Linked DNA regions of Sus scrofa: region 1 is linked to region 2. Evidence: chromatin contacts called from public HiChIP or PLAC-seq data. All regions are on one chromosome and are shown on one strand. Each heading gives the region's core, a stretch centred on a gene start, on an enhancer-like site or on the middle of the called end of the contact. The rest is flanking DNA. Distances are from core to core; before and after follow the strand shown. Region 1 holds the start of CYP3A29 (cytochrome P450 3A29). Region 2 has its middle 24 kb from the start of CYP3A22.

Region 1 (6,232 bases), core at 2,816-5,315, 130 kb after region 2:
AAACAAACAAACAACAGAATACACATTCTTTTCAAGCTTGAATGGGCCATTTTCTTGGAGAGACCACATACTAGGGAACAAAACAAGCCTCAACAAATTTAAGAGGATAGAAATTATTTCACGTCTTTTCTGACCACAAAAGTGTGAAACTAGAAATCCAACACAAAAAGAAAAATGGGAAATAATTGATCACATGGAGACTAAGCAACATGCTAGTAAAAACCCAATGAATCAATGATGAAATAAAAGGGGAAATCCCAAAATGCCTCTAGACAAATGACAAAACCATCATTTTTTTTTTTTGGTCTTGTCTTTTTAGTGCCACACCCGTGGCATATGGAGGTTCCCCAGCTAGGGGTGTAATTGGAGCTGTTTCCTCCGGCCTATGCCAGAGCCACAGAAATGCCAGATCCAAGCTGACTCCATGACCATAGCTCACAGCAGCACCAGATCCTTAACCTACTGAGAAAGGCCAGGGATTGAACCCACAACCTCATGGTTCCTAGTCGTATTTGTTTCCACTGTGCCATGACAGGAACTCCAACCATATTTTTTGGAATTTGATCTAACACATAAATTATCCCAGAGAAACACTTCGTCCTCACACTGTGATTGATTCCCTCAGCCAGAGAAAGTCAGGACAGGTTTCACAGAAGACAAGCCACTTGGGCTAACATATGAAAGGATGCAAATAGCAGACTGATGGTGCATCTTGCACTACTGAGTTCCTGACACCCTGTTCACCTATGCTGATACCCGAGCCTAATGCTTCCTTCAGTGTTATTTGATTTTCAACTTTGACCGCTTGATAAAGACTGAGAAAGAAGATAAGCCATTTACAGCTGATGGAGGACTCTGAGTTTTTAATCTATATGATTACTTTAATTTGGTTGTTCTATAATTAACTGTATTTGTCTCTATCTTCAACCTGAATATTGTCTGGGTCTTAGTCATATCTCCACCCTAAGCATTTAAAACAGAGCTTTGAAAATACATGCTGACCAATCACAAATATTATTTTATATAGGTACAAGATAAGAGCAAAATTATATTTACTCATTTTGATACATGATATTGAATATTAGTACAAACTAAGAATTTACATTTTTTTGTTAAAGTACAAGATGAGCCCCTTAGTACACAAATGAGAAAGTGAGATACATGGGGGCTGGGTGCCCTTCAGGCACAAATGTCTTCCTTCACAACCTCAGCACATCAGACTTTTCAAGTTAGTTGTTCTCTGCTGTGGAATGAAGGGGCCCCAAAACCATGTCCTCTGTAATTTCCCCTTGCAGATCAAGGCCATTTCACTGGTTAGAAGATGGTACTGGCTAGATTTTCGTCTCAAACCATGAAGAGCCTTTCTCCACTGAGTTAGATTCCAACCGACTGGACCAGGCCCTGAGGCAAATAGGGCAGCAAATGGTTCCATTAGCTTAGAGAGAAAACCATTGTAGCAGAGTATGTGTTTTGGAGGAAGATGAATGCATACAGTTTCCTCAACGGTTTTGTTTCCAAGAAGAATAAGAAAGGCTTTTAATTTGAGTGAATTAAGTTGTCAGTAGTTATCAGGTGACACCCTCATCTTCCATGCTGGATGTATTTTGTATATCTCTGAGTCAGGAATAGAGAGTTGAATCCTACCCAAGACCCACAGCAGCCTCATGACCTGCACCTGTCTTGGTTCTTCCTGTGATGAGAAGGAGTCTGTGGTTTGAGAAACACATGGGGAGCCCCTGGGCAGGGGTAACCACGGAGACAGGAACCCACATTCTAAGCAGTTTGCTGTTGCAGGCTTGGTTCTCCCTATTTCCCATAGCGACCTTCATCATGAAATGGCACACACTGAATACCAGCATTTCAGAGCAGCAGAAGACTTGCCAATCATTCTTCATATTAGCTTATTTATAACATGTTTTGATCCACAGCTGTTGGGAAGCTGTTGGGAAGCACGACACACACCCCAGAAAATCAAAGAGGGCAAGTGACAGAGCTGGGACTCACTGCATGCTACCAATGAGCCTCAGTTTCTACATGATTCTACTTCATGGTGCCCAGAGGAGGTACGAAAAGGGGACAGAAACACATGAGAATGCCTAGGACTTTCTATCCTACTTTGCCTCGGGATCATCTTTGAGCTTCCAAATTCTGTCCTTTGTTGATATTCCACCTTGCACCTTCTTCTCTCCTGGTTACCTCTCTTTAGGGCTCCACTTCCCAGAGATTCCAGAGGTGTGCCCCACTCTGGGCCTGGCTGTATGTCTCACTGCCTCCATGGGGAGGCTGCTCCCAAGGGAGGGGACTGTATGGCTTATAGCCCACAGCCCAGCACAGGACCTGGACCTGACAGTCACCCACTTGGCTTTGAATCAATGCACAGAGGAATAGGTATACTCACACATTACAATTTCCAGTGGCAGCTCTGGATTTTAAGAGGTGCCTCCTGGAGAAAGCCTGAACCCAAAGATGACAAATGATGATGGTAGAAATTTCATGCTGCACGACACATTCCCCAGAAAATCAAAGAGGGCAAGTGACAGAGCTGGGACTCACTGCATGCTACCAATGAGCCACTCACCCACTCAGGTCAGTGTGAGGCAGCTCTGGGGACTTTCGGGCCAGAAGAACTGAAAGTGAAAAAGGATAAAGAGAGAGAGAAGTGCACAAGGGCCGCTTAAATGTCTTCCATTTCCGTTGAGGTTTAAGAACATCAGAGGTTTGGTTTTTACATCGTCCATGGTTCTCTGCCAAACAGATGCAAAACTTGGTTCAGAGGGAGACTAATGAGCTGGATGAATTTCTCTCCCATCAGGTGTATGGCAGTGTCTCCCAGGTGACACCCAACTTCTAGCTGTCTATAGGACTCCTCCTACCAGCTGCATTAAAGAAAAATCCCTACTGGTCAAAGAGTGGGGCATCCAATCTGATGCCCTTTGCCCTGGATGAAAATATCATGCCAACATTTTTGAGACCTTTGTGCTGTATGAGCTACATCTCGGTGGATAAGGAGGTTGGGGTCCACTTGGCCATTGGGTTTCTTTCCTGCGTCACACCCTTCACACCCATTGTTTGAGAAGTGGTGGTCTTCCTATAGAGAGAGGTCCTTTCTTGTTTCACTTCTGTCTGACTCACTGTCTACTGCAAGACTCTCTCAGTGGGATAGAAATCAGCCCAAATTAATGTTTTTGGTATAGCTATCACCATCTCCTCCAAGTCCTGCATCTCTTTCTGGAGCCCTCTTGTCAATAGAATGCTGATGGATAATCTAGAATGTCCAGTGATGGTGGCCAAGGCCCACCAGGCCCTCTGTTGCATTAACTATCCAGGAATATGGTGTGGTCACCAAAGAGTCACAGGGAAAGGAAACACAGGGGCCCAGATTTCTCATGACGACCAATTCAAGTCTACCAACCTTTCTGATGCCCACCTCTGCTAGGTACCAAGGATGGAAGGGTGACTAATACTCAGACTGTGTCCACAACCTCGATCTGTAAGGGAACAGGTTTGGAAACAAACCAGGGTCCTGGAGGATAATAGAATTGTGCTCAGGCGGATAGGAATTGCCTAGAAGTGGAAGTGGTTATTCCTGGTAAAGGAAGCTGGTTAGGGATGACTCTAAGATAGACTATTCTTTCTGAGCTGAGATTTGAAGAATGAGAAGGTGCCTTATTGGGGAAGGAGGGGTATTTCTAGGCAGCGGAAACTGCATGGGTAAATATTTGTAGATATAGGTTGTCTGGAGGATTTCAAGTATTTTGGAGTGCAGGCAGCTTAAGGGAGACATGGCATTTTATAGGAGATTAATGGCTAGTGGTTTTATTTGAGTTCTGTAACCTTTGGACTTACTGATAACACTTATTGAGTTGTTATTGAATTCGCACAGAATATGAGTTCAAAGGAGGTCAAACTTGACTGTCCATGGTGCTTTGCCAACTATCAAGGGGGGGAGGGCTCCTGCAGGAAGAGCACTGGTGTTTTTTCACTGGCTGCAACCCCAGCTCCACCCACTTCCCAGCATATAAATCTTTCAGCCTCAGCGAGTCATCACTGGGTGTGAAAGCAGCAGGCAAAGCGCAGCACAACCAGCTAAAAGGAAAATCCGAGGAGAGAATCACGAGGACAGTGGCCATGGACCTGATCCCAGGCTTTTCCACAGAGACCTGGGTTCTCCTGGCTACCAGCCTGGTGCTCCTCTATCTGTGAGTAGCCGTCCAGACTTGTCTGCTCTGTAACCTTGGCCTTAGGTGTTAATCAGGTCTCCCTTTCCCTTTACTGATTTGAAGATCAGATTTAATGGAGGGAAGGGTGCTTAAGCTGTGGGTCCACAAACAGCAAAGGGAGTATTATTGATATTATTGACATTGACTCAGTCCCGTGGAAGGAGTAACCAACCTCCTGCCCCCAAGTGCCTATTTTCTGTAGTTGGCAGAGTTTAGTGACATTATTTGCTCCCAGGGAAGATCTTCTGGTGGACCACCCGTTTCCATGGACCAGAATCCACCAGAGGAAGATTTTAACCAATGGGTCCCTGTGCAGTGGGGGTACCCTTCCCTTCCCAAGCTCTGGGGGTCCTGGAGACATGAAGTCAACTGGGTTTTTGTCCCATTGTCTTCACCTTCTGGGTTCTGGGTCTGCTGCCAGAGATGTGTAGAGCAGCTGGCCCCTGTGTCACTCAGGGGTTCCTGGTCCCCTTTCTCCTACCCCAGGTGTCATTCACATAAGGCACCTGGTCACCCAGGGGCTGGAGACATTGCCCGTCTCTTAGACTCAGCTTCCCCCCCCACGCCATGCCCCCTCTTTGGCACTCATCTCTAAGAGTGCCATCCCCCACTCTTTCTATGCACAACTCTCTACCTCCCAAATCAGAAATCTGTAGAACAGAGGAGACTTGGCAGAAATCTGGATATTTTATTCATTTCTTTCACTTTTCCCTCCTATCTCTGGAAGGATTATCATTAACACAGAAACTTATTTTCCCTATGATATGAAATCTGCTCACGACCCATGCAAGTCCCAAACTCCAACTTGTATTATAATTATTTTTTCCCTTTAAGTACAGTACTAGACAAGGAATCACGGTCATCTAACAGTGTGGGATTCTTGACACCACAGAACAGGCTGGGAAAGGGATTACTTTAAAGGAGTGGGTAGGAAAGGCCCATCTCCATGTCACATTTGACTTCTATCTCAATTTCACTGTTATTAGAAAACAGCAAGAAGTCATGATGACATGAACTCTATAAATGTTTTAATTCTTGGAAAGTAACGATAGTGATTCAGGTATGTGCAACACGTTTTCTGTCTCCTGACATTTTAAAATTGATAGCTTTTAATTCATTCTTCATCATAGATTTGTTAATGATATAAGACAATTTCCCACATGTTCTTTCTAAAGGATAAAAGAGGTCTGCTTTCCAGTATTTTTGACCATAAAAGTTGGTAAATAAGCTCACACTTCTAGCATCATGTCAGGAAAATGAAATCTAGTATAAAAATGTATACTTCTGTGATATAGATTGTTTTAAATACACCTGCCAGCAGGTTATTTTAATCTCTCATGGGAGTTAAGTGTGCCTGGGAGCCAGTGATAATGGGGGAGGCATCCTGGGAGGGTCAGGATGCAGGGAAGAATAGTCCTCATTCCTCAGAGCAGACCTCCCAGAGATGATCGTCTGACCTGGTCCCACCAGAGGTCAGCAGAGTTGGCATCTCATCTGCTTGAAGCCTGGGGTGGGTCACCATCTAAGTCACATGATGTGTGGTCCATCTGGCCCTGGGGCTGTTATTAGGTAGTGTCAGTACCAGGCAAACGTCACAGTAGCCTTAGAAGATACTACTGCCGCCAAGAGTCAGTAGCTGCAGACAGTGTTTTCCTGATACCAGCACAGTGTGAACACAATAAGAATGATTGGCTTTATTGTAAGGCCCTTCCTTTTTACTCAAAGCAGCTTTCCCAAACCATGCGAAGCTGGAAAGCAATCCAAGAATTCACCCAGACCACACTCTGCCTTTATATGAAATCATGTGTGGTTAGACACTGGACCAGATCTTTCCTTGGGACCAATTAATTCAGACACATTCATTCAATGTTTTGGCATCACTTTAAAAAAAATTGAAAGTATAGTTGATTTATAGTGTTGTGCCAATTTCTTCAATATAGCAAACTATATACATATAGTTTTCCATCATGGTCTATCCCAGGAGATTGGCTATAGTTCCCTGAGGTATACAG
Region 2 (7,073 bases), core at 2,858-5,357:
GCTCGCAGACATTTTCAGGTGTCTCTTTCAAGGATAAGCATTAGGAGGGATGGAATTACTGGACAGGCCTCCATCATGGGGAATGAGGGCAGGGGCTGAGTGAGGTTGTCCAGGAAGCGAACTCTGTGTGGTTTTAGGAATTCTGTACTCTGCTTTCTTCCTTGGAAAGTGATGGGGTTGGACTCCCAGAGGGTTTCCAAGGTCCCCTACAGTCTCCCATCTTTGAGAAGTGGAGGAGAGGCCTTTGGGCTCATACATTTGGGGGGCATCAGGAGAGGAGTGTCTCTTTCCTCTTGTGCCCACATTAATACTGACCTGTCCAGTTGTCCTGACTGCCGCCGCCCCACCTGAGGAACCTGCCTCCTCCTGACTTACTCTTCATCCCTAAGGAGGGGCAGACCGCTCAGAAGCAGCCTAGAGCCAGAGACACAGCCCCGGGCCCCATGGACAGCAGGGTGAGGAGCACATCTGTGCCTGGAAGGCAGGAGAGCAAGGAGCCGGAGAGCAGGGTTGGGTTCTTGGGCCAAGGAGAGGTGTGTGGGCCTCACACTTGGATTATTTGCAGAGCCGCTCTTGGCCTCTAGGGGGCAGGACCCAGTGGGCATTGTTAAAAGCACATAGGTAGTAATTACCTTGGGCCTGGCTGGGCCCAACTCTCCTGGGCTCCACATCACCTCCTGTGGGGTTTTCGCCTGGGAAGATGTTGCTTTATGCGGTTTAATTTGTAATGTTTGTCTACAGGGGCTATTTTAATATTTTCTTACTCTTTTCTTCAGTCCAGGGAATTCATCTTGTTTATTCCATCAGATCAGAACTCCAGGGTTCATGTCAATGAGTGTTTTAAAAAACTGCAATAAAATAAGCATATGAACTGTATCTTCTTAACCGTGGAAAGTATACAGTTCAGTGAGGTTGAAGACACTTCTATGGTGGGCAGTTAACTCCTGGACTCTTTTCATTTTCCCCAAATGAAACCCTGATTCATTAAAAACCCCCTGTCTCTCCCTCTCCCTCTGCTTTTCACAGTCACCCTTCTACTTTCCATCTCTATGAATGTGACTACTCTAAGTATCTCACACAATACTTGTCCTTTCATGACTACCTTATATTACTTAAAGTCCTCAAGGGCCATCAGTGTGGCTGCACGGTCAGGATTCCCTCCTTTTTGTGGCTGAAAAACACTCCCTTGTATGGATGTGGCACATTTTGTTTCTTCACTCATCTGTCTGTACACTTGGTTTGCCTCTACCTTTCTGCTGCTGTGAGCAGAGCTGCTGTGAGCAAGTGCACAGATAGCTCTTCAAGGTCTTGCTCTCACTTCTTTTGGGTATAGACTAAGAAGTGGTCTTTGCAGGATCAGGTGGTAATTCTATTTTTTTTTTTTTTGGTCTTTTTGCCATTTCTAGGGCTGCTCCCGTGGCATATGGAGGTTCCCAGGCTAGGGGTCGAATCGGAGCTGTAGCCACTGGCCTACGCCAGAGCCACAGCAACGCGGGATCCAAGCCGCATCTGCAACCTACACCACAGCTCACGGCAACGCTGGATCGTTAACCCACTGAGCAAGGCCAGGGACCGAACCCGCAACCTCATTTTTCCTAGTTGGATTCGTTAACCACTGCGCCACGGCCACAACGGGAACTCCTCTTTCTTTTTCTTGACTGATTGCTCTGACTGGGGTTTCTAGTGTTATCTTGAACAGAAGTGGTGAAGGCCCTTGTCTTGTTTCTTGTCTTAGAGGTAAAGCGTTTAGCTTTTCACCATTGAGTGTGATGTTAGCTGTGGGCTTTTCATATATGGCCTTTATTACACTGAGGTAGTTTCCTTCTATTCCTAATTTGTTATGTGTTTTTATCATGAAAGGATGTTGAATTTTGTAAAATAATTCTCTATCACTTGAGATGATCTAGTGCTTCCCCCCGCCCCCCGCTTCATTCTGTTTATGTGCTCTATTATATTGATTGATTTTTGTATGTGGAACCCTCCTTGCAGTCCAGGAGTAAATCCTACTTTGTCATGGTGTATGAGCCTTAGAATGTTCTTTTGAATTCTGTTTGCTATTATTTTGTTGAGGATTTTTGCTCCAATATTCATTAGGCCCATTGGTATGTAGTTTTCTTCCTTGTAGTGTCTTTGTCTGGCTTTGGCATCAGGTTAAAGCTGGCCTCATAAAATTGTTTGGAATTGTTCCTTCCTCGTTTGAGGAAGATTAGTGTTAATTTTCCCCTAGATGGTTGGTAGAATTTGTCATTGAAGCCGTGTCTGTCTTGAACTTGTCTTTGTTGAGAAGTTTTTGATCACTGATTCAATCTCTTTACTAGTTATGGGTGTATTGAGATTTTCCAGTTCTTCTTTATTCATTCTTGGCAGGTTGTATACTTCTGGGATTTTATTCATTTCATTTAGTTATCCAATTTGTTGGCTGCAGTTGTTCATATCATTCTCTTATAATCCTTTTTATTTCTGTAAAATTGCGAGTCATGTCCCCTCTTTTTTTTTTCTCTAATTTTGTTACTTCAGTCTTCTCTCTCTTTTTTCTTTGTCCAGTCCAGCTAAAGTTTTGTCCATTTAGTTGATTGCACTTGATCATGGGGTGTAATCCTTTTAATGTGCTGTGGAATTTGGTTTAATAGTATTTTACTGAGAATTTTTGCATCTCTGTTCATCAGGGATATTGGCCTAGGAGTTCCTGTTGCGGCTCAGTGGTAACGAACCTAACTAGTATCCATGAGGATGTGGGTTTGATCCCTGACCTTGCTCAGTGGGTGAAAGTATCCAGTGTTGCTGTGAGCTGCCCTGTAGGTTGCAGAAGCAGCTTGGATCTGGCAATGCTGTGGCTGTGGTGTAGGCTGGCAGCTGCAGCTCTGATTCATCCACTAGCCTGGGGACTTCCATATGCCACAGGCACAGCCTCCCCCCCCCAAAAAACTCCTTAACTTCAGTTGCCTAAGAATCCTTCTTTTTCTTTTTTTTTTTGGCTGTGCCCATGGCATATGAAAGTTTCTGGGCCAGGGATCAAACCCACACCACAGTAGCAACCTGAGCCACAGCAGTGACAACACTGGATCCTTAACGTGCTACATTACATGGGAGCTCCATAAAACTCTCCTTCGTTATAGCTCTGCACCTTCCGACTTCATACTATCAGTGTCATAAATGACATCTTTGTATGTTGTGTAGCTGCTAATATAGAGTTATAGTTATTTTTGTGCTTCTGTCTTTAAATCTTAGAGTAGAAAATTAAACAAATCAAAATGATGAAAACATAGGTTTTTATATTCGTCCATCTATTTGCCTTTATTTAGAACTATATAGTTTTGTGTGGTTCTGAGTTACTGCACAGAAAAAAAGAGCAAATCCATTTCCAGCAGCCTGTCAGAGACTATTCCTTCTTTAGAGGTATTTGAAAATTTCTGGCTTCTGTTACTGTTGAAGTAACTTCATCAGTGTCGATTTATTGATTAAAGTCCTGCAATAATTTAATGGGAATAAGCCCATCACATTTCAGTCAGTATCCGTAAGGCCTTTTTTTGTGTGAGTATAATTTCTGGGCATGTAGTAACACACTTTTAGGTTTTCTCTCCGTGTATATATTCTGAGAGAATCGAGGCTGTCACGGAAATCTTGGCTTTTAGTGGCAGGCACCAGAGTTGTCCCATAAGAGCGTATTTCTGCAGTAAGTTGAGTTCTTTTTTTGAACTTTTCTGAACTAGTCTGGTTATAGTCTGAACTTCCTAAGGTTCATGTGGCATGTCGAGGTTGTTGTCTAATATTCAACAAGGATTATGCCAACAAAGAGGTACTGCAGGAAAACACCATCAGATGTGTCATCCTCGGTGACTTAATGTGAGTTGCAACATCCTCCATCTGGCTGCTGATCTCAGGCACTCCCCTTGCTTTCTATCTCTGTCTTCCAGGTTGACAACCTGGGACATTTTGAACTTAGCTCATGGAATCCTCGTACCTGGGCACAGAGAACAGGTAGTACTGCCTCCCATATGACAGACCGGGAGTTGAGAGCAAGAGGGCCTTGTCCACGGTCAAGTGAGTGAATGACAGATTGGAGCAGACCTTGCCGGTCTAGCCTCCCAGGATGGCTTCCTCCCAGCAACACTGTTGTAGTTTCTCCTTTATGTCTTCTGCCATCTCATGTCTGGTCTGATCCAGCTGGTCCCTGCTTTCCCCTCCCTTCCTTCTCTAGTGCTCCTCAGACACCCTCTGTGGCCCTTGACCACATTTTTAGAAGGAATACTTTGCCTCCGTTTATCACTATTATTTTTTTTGTCTCTAAGTCTTTTTAGGGCCGTACCTGTGGCACATGGATGTTCCCAGGCTCGAGGTCCAATCGGAGCTGAGGCTGCCGGCCTACACCACAGCTACAGCAATGTTGGATCTGAGCTGCGTCTGTGACCTACACCACAGCTCATGGCAACACCAGAATCTTAAGCCACTGAGCAAGGCCAGGGATCGAACCTGCGTCCTCTTGGATGCTAGTCGGGTTCGCTAACTGCTGAGCCGTGATGGGATCTCTGACTTTGCCTCAGTTTATAAAGATGTCCCGGATGAGGCTGATGGGAGGCCTGGTCCTTGTCCACTTGGCTTCATCATCTTCTGACGTCTGTTTTCCACCTTTAGAGGTGGCCCTTGCTCCAAAAGAGCTGCTTCAGCCTTGGCCTCTCAGCTCATCTTATTGTGCCCACTCGAGCTGCTGCCCTGTTTCTTCCACTCCACCTTTCTGCCCTTAGACATGCCTTCTCTTCCAAGCTAGCAAGTTCTGTGTGTGGTCTCCCGCAGAGAGCTGTGCTGGAGTCCAGGGAAAGAGCTTGAGAGTGGCTTGTAGAAGGCCCTGGAACGGGAGGTGAGGCCAAGCGTCAGAATTTGGCCAGCCAGGAGAGAAAGGCTGAGCATAAAAAGTGCCTCACGGTCATTCAGTTGGATAAGCATGTCTTCCTAAGCTCTTCTCACCAGGCCTGGTGCTGGGTGGTGGAGCAGTAAAACCAAATTTACTTCCATCAAGACGTCCAGGGGTTCCCATTGCGGCTCAGCACTAACAAACCCCACTAGTATCCATGAGGACACGAGTTCGATCCCTGGCCCTGCTCAGTGGGTTAAGGCTCTGGCGTTGCCGTGAGCTGTGGTATAGGTCGCAGACGTGGCTCGGATCTGTTGTTGCTGTGGCTGTGGTGTAGGCCAGCAGCTATAGCTCTAATTCGACCCCTAGCCTGGGAACCTCCATATGCCGCGGAAGTGGCCCAAAGAAATAGCAAAAAAAAAAAAAAAAAAAAAATCAGCAAAGGTAAGAGGCAGATAGGCCCCAAACGTCCAGCTTTCCCCGCCCAGTAGAGTGGTACAGACAGTCCTTAGCTCTCCCAGCAATGACGCGTGACCGCATGTGTGACGCGTTGCCAACAGGGGACACTCACCTGAGCCTTGCTGTCCAGGGCTTACCTTAGGGTTGGTCACCTAAGCATGTGGCTGCCCTTAGTTCTTCAGTCTCCAGGTGCTCCAAAGGTCAAACTGAGGGAGCATGGCCTGAGATCCCTCCCAGGGTTCACGCTGTTGGCGTAAACTATCTGGTGTGGCCCACGGACCCCATGTCACACAGACGCTCTTACTGGCAGCCTGTTTCAAGGGCTTAAAAGTTACCTTCCTGGCGGTGGTCAGGATCAGACCTTTCTCTGGAATATGCAGAGTTTGCACAGCTCAGGTCTGCTGAGTTAATCCTTCGCTACGTACTCGCATAGCTCTGTCTCGTCACCCAAGGCCCAGCACCAATCTGACCTCCTCAGAGAGACTTTTGCCTGCCCTGCACCTCTTCCTTTCATTTTTGCCTTGGTCTGTTGTCGTCATGGCTCTTCGGAACGCCTCGTGTTTTCTTGTTTGCGTCTCATCAAGTGACACTTAAAAGTGTCACTTAAGTGACACTTAAAAAAAAGCCCTGCGTGCATATTTTATTTTCGATTTTTTTCATTAAAGTATAGTTGATTTATTTGGAATGGATGGGCAATGGGGTCCAACTGCCCAGCTCAGGGAACTGTGTGTGATTGGGTCCCTTCGCTCCAAACAGAAACTGAAAAAACATTTTACATCAACTATAATTGTTGTAAATTAACTTTTAATTTAAAAAGGTATAGTTGATTTATAATGTGCCAATTTCTGCTATACAGCAGTGACTCAGTCATACACGTGCACACACACACACACACACACACACACACACACACACACACACACATTCTTTTAAAAATATTATTTTCCCTCATGGTCTATCCCAGGAACACTTTTTCCCCCCTTTTTCAGGCTCACCTGCAGCATATGGAAGTTCCTGGATCAGGAGTCAATCAGAGCCTCATCTGTGACCTATGCCACAGCGGCAGCAGCGCTGGATCCGTAACCCATAGTGCCGGGCTGGGGATCAAGCTGGCAACACCGCAGAGGTGAGCCGGGTCATTAACCCACTGTGCCCCAGCAGGAATGACCCCAGGCACACTTTTTTTGGTCTTTTCGGGGCCGCACCCACGACATATGGAAGTTCCCGGGCTGGGGGTCAAACTGGAGCTGCAGCTACTGGCCTACACCACAGCCACAGCAAGGCCAGGGATCGAACCCGAATCTTCATGGATACTAGTTGGGTTTGTTACCACTGAGCCGCGATGGGAACTCCCCGAGCACTTTTTGATGAATGAAGAAATCTGGACCACAAAGGACTGAATTCTAATATCTTTTCTAGCTTTAAGCTACCATTAATCAAGTTAATTTGTTAATATTTTTTTTTTAAAACTAGACTTTGCATTCTCATAAGGAAAGGCAGTTTTTCCCATGGTTTTTCTAACCTGCCCGTTCTCAAAGCTGTTAGGCCAGAGCAGGTGCTTGGGCAATGCTTGTGGAATGCACGACTTTCGTTCTCGAATGTCCTGTAGGCTCATGCTCCCCCCGCCCACCCGCCCCGGGTTTTCCCTTCCTCTGCCTTCCTTCTTCCTTGTTTTGCTAATATGACCTGTGACTCATGCTGCTGACCTCACCCGTGGTTTCCCCCGTTATCTGGGGCTCTTTGGTCATGAGTGGACCCTTCCTGA

The links. HiChIP or PLAC-seq counts read pairs in DNA pulled down with a chosen protein or histone mark.
Region 1: a contact with region 2 is called in an H3K27ac HiChIP or PLAC-seq map of alveolar macrophages. The contact joins the promoter of CYP3A29 here to the enhancer-like site in region 2. A contact is called at or near these places in 1 of 47 Hi-C or Micro-C datasets (liver) and 1 of 2 datasets of contacts at active chromatin or transcription factors (alveolar macrophages).

What each region holds. Positions count from the first base shown.
Region 1 is chr3:6,734,437-6,740,668 of Sscrofa11.1, forward strand. It overlaps CYP3A29 (cytochrome P450 3A29), which reads left to right and starts at 4,066. Exons shown (of 15, transcript NM_214423.1): 1 at 4,066-4,199. The coding sequence starts at 4,129.
Region 2 is chr3:6,599,609-6,606,681 of Sscrofa11.1, forward strand. No RefSeq gene overlaps it. Among named protein-coding and RNA genes, the nearest start is that of CYP3A22, 24 kb to the right of the region's middle. Within about 2 kb of position 4,108, at least 2 of the 83 cell types and tissues checked have an H3K27ac peak or open chromatin away from gene starts, as enhancers often do. A contact at or near this core is called in alveolar macrophages, where this site is marked.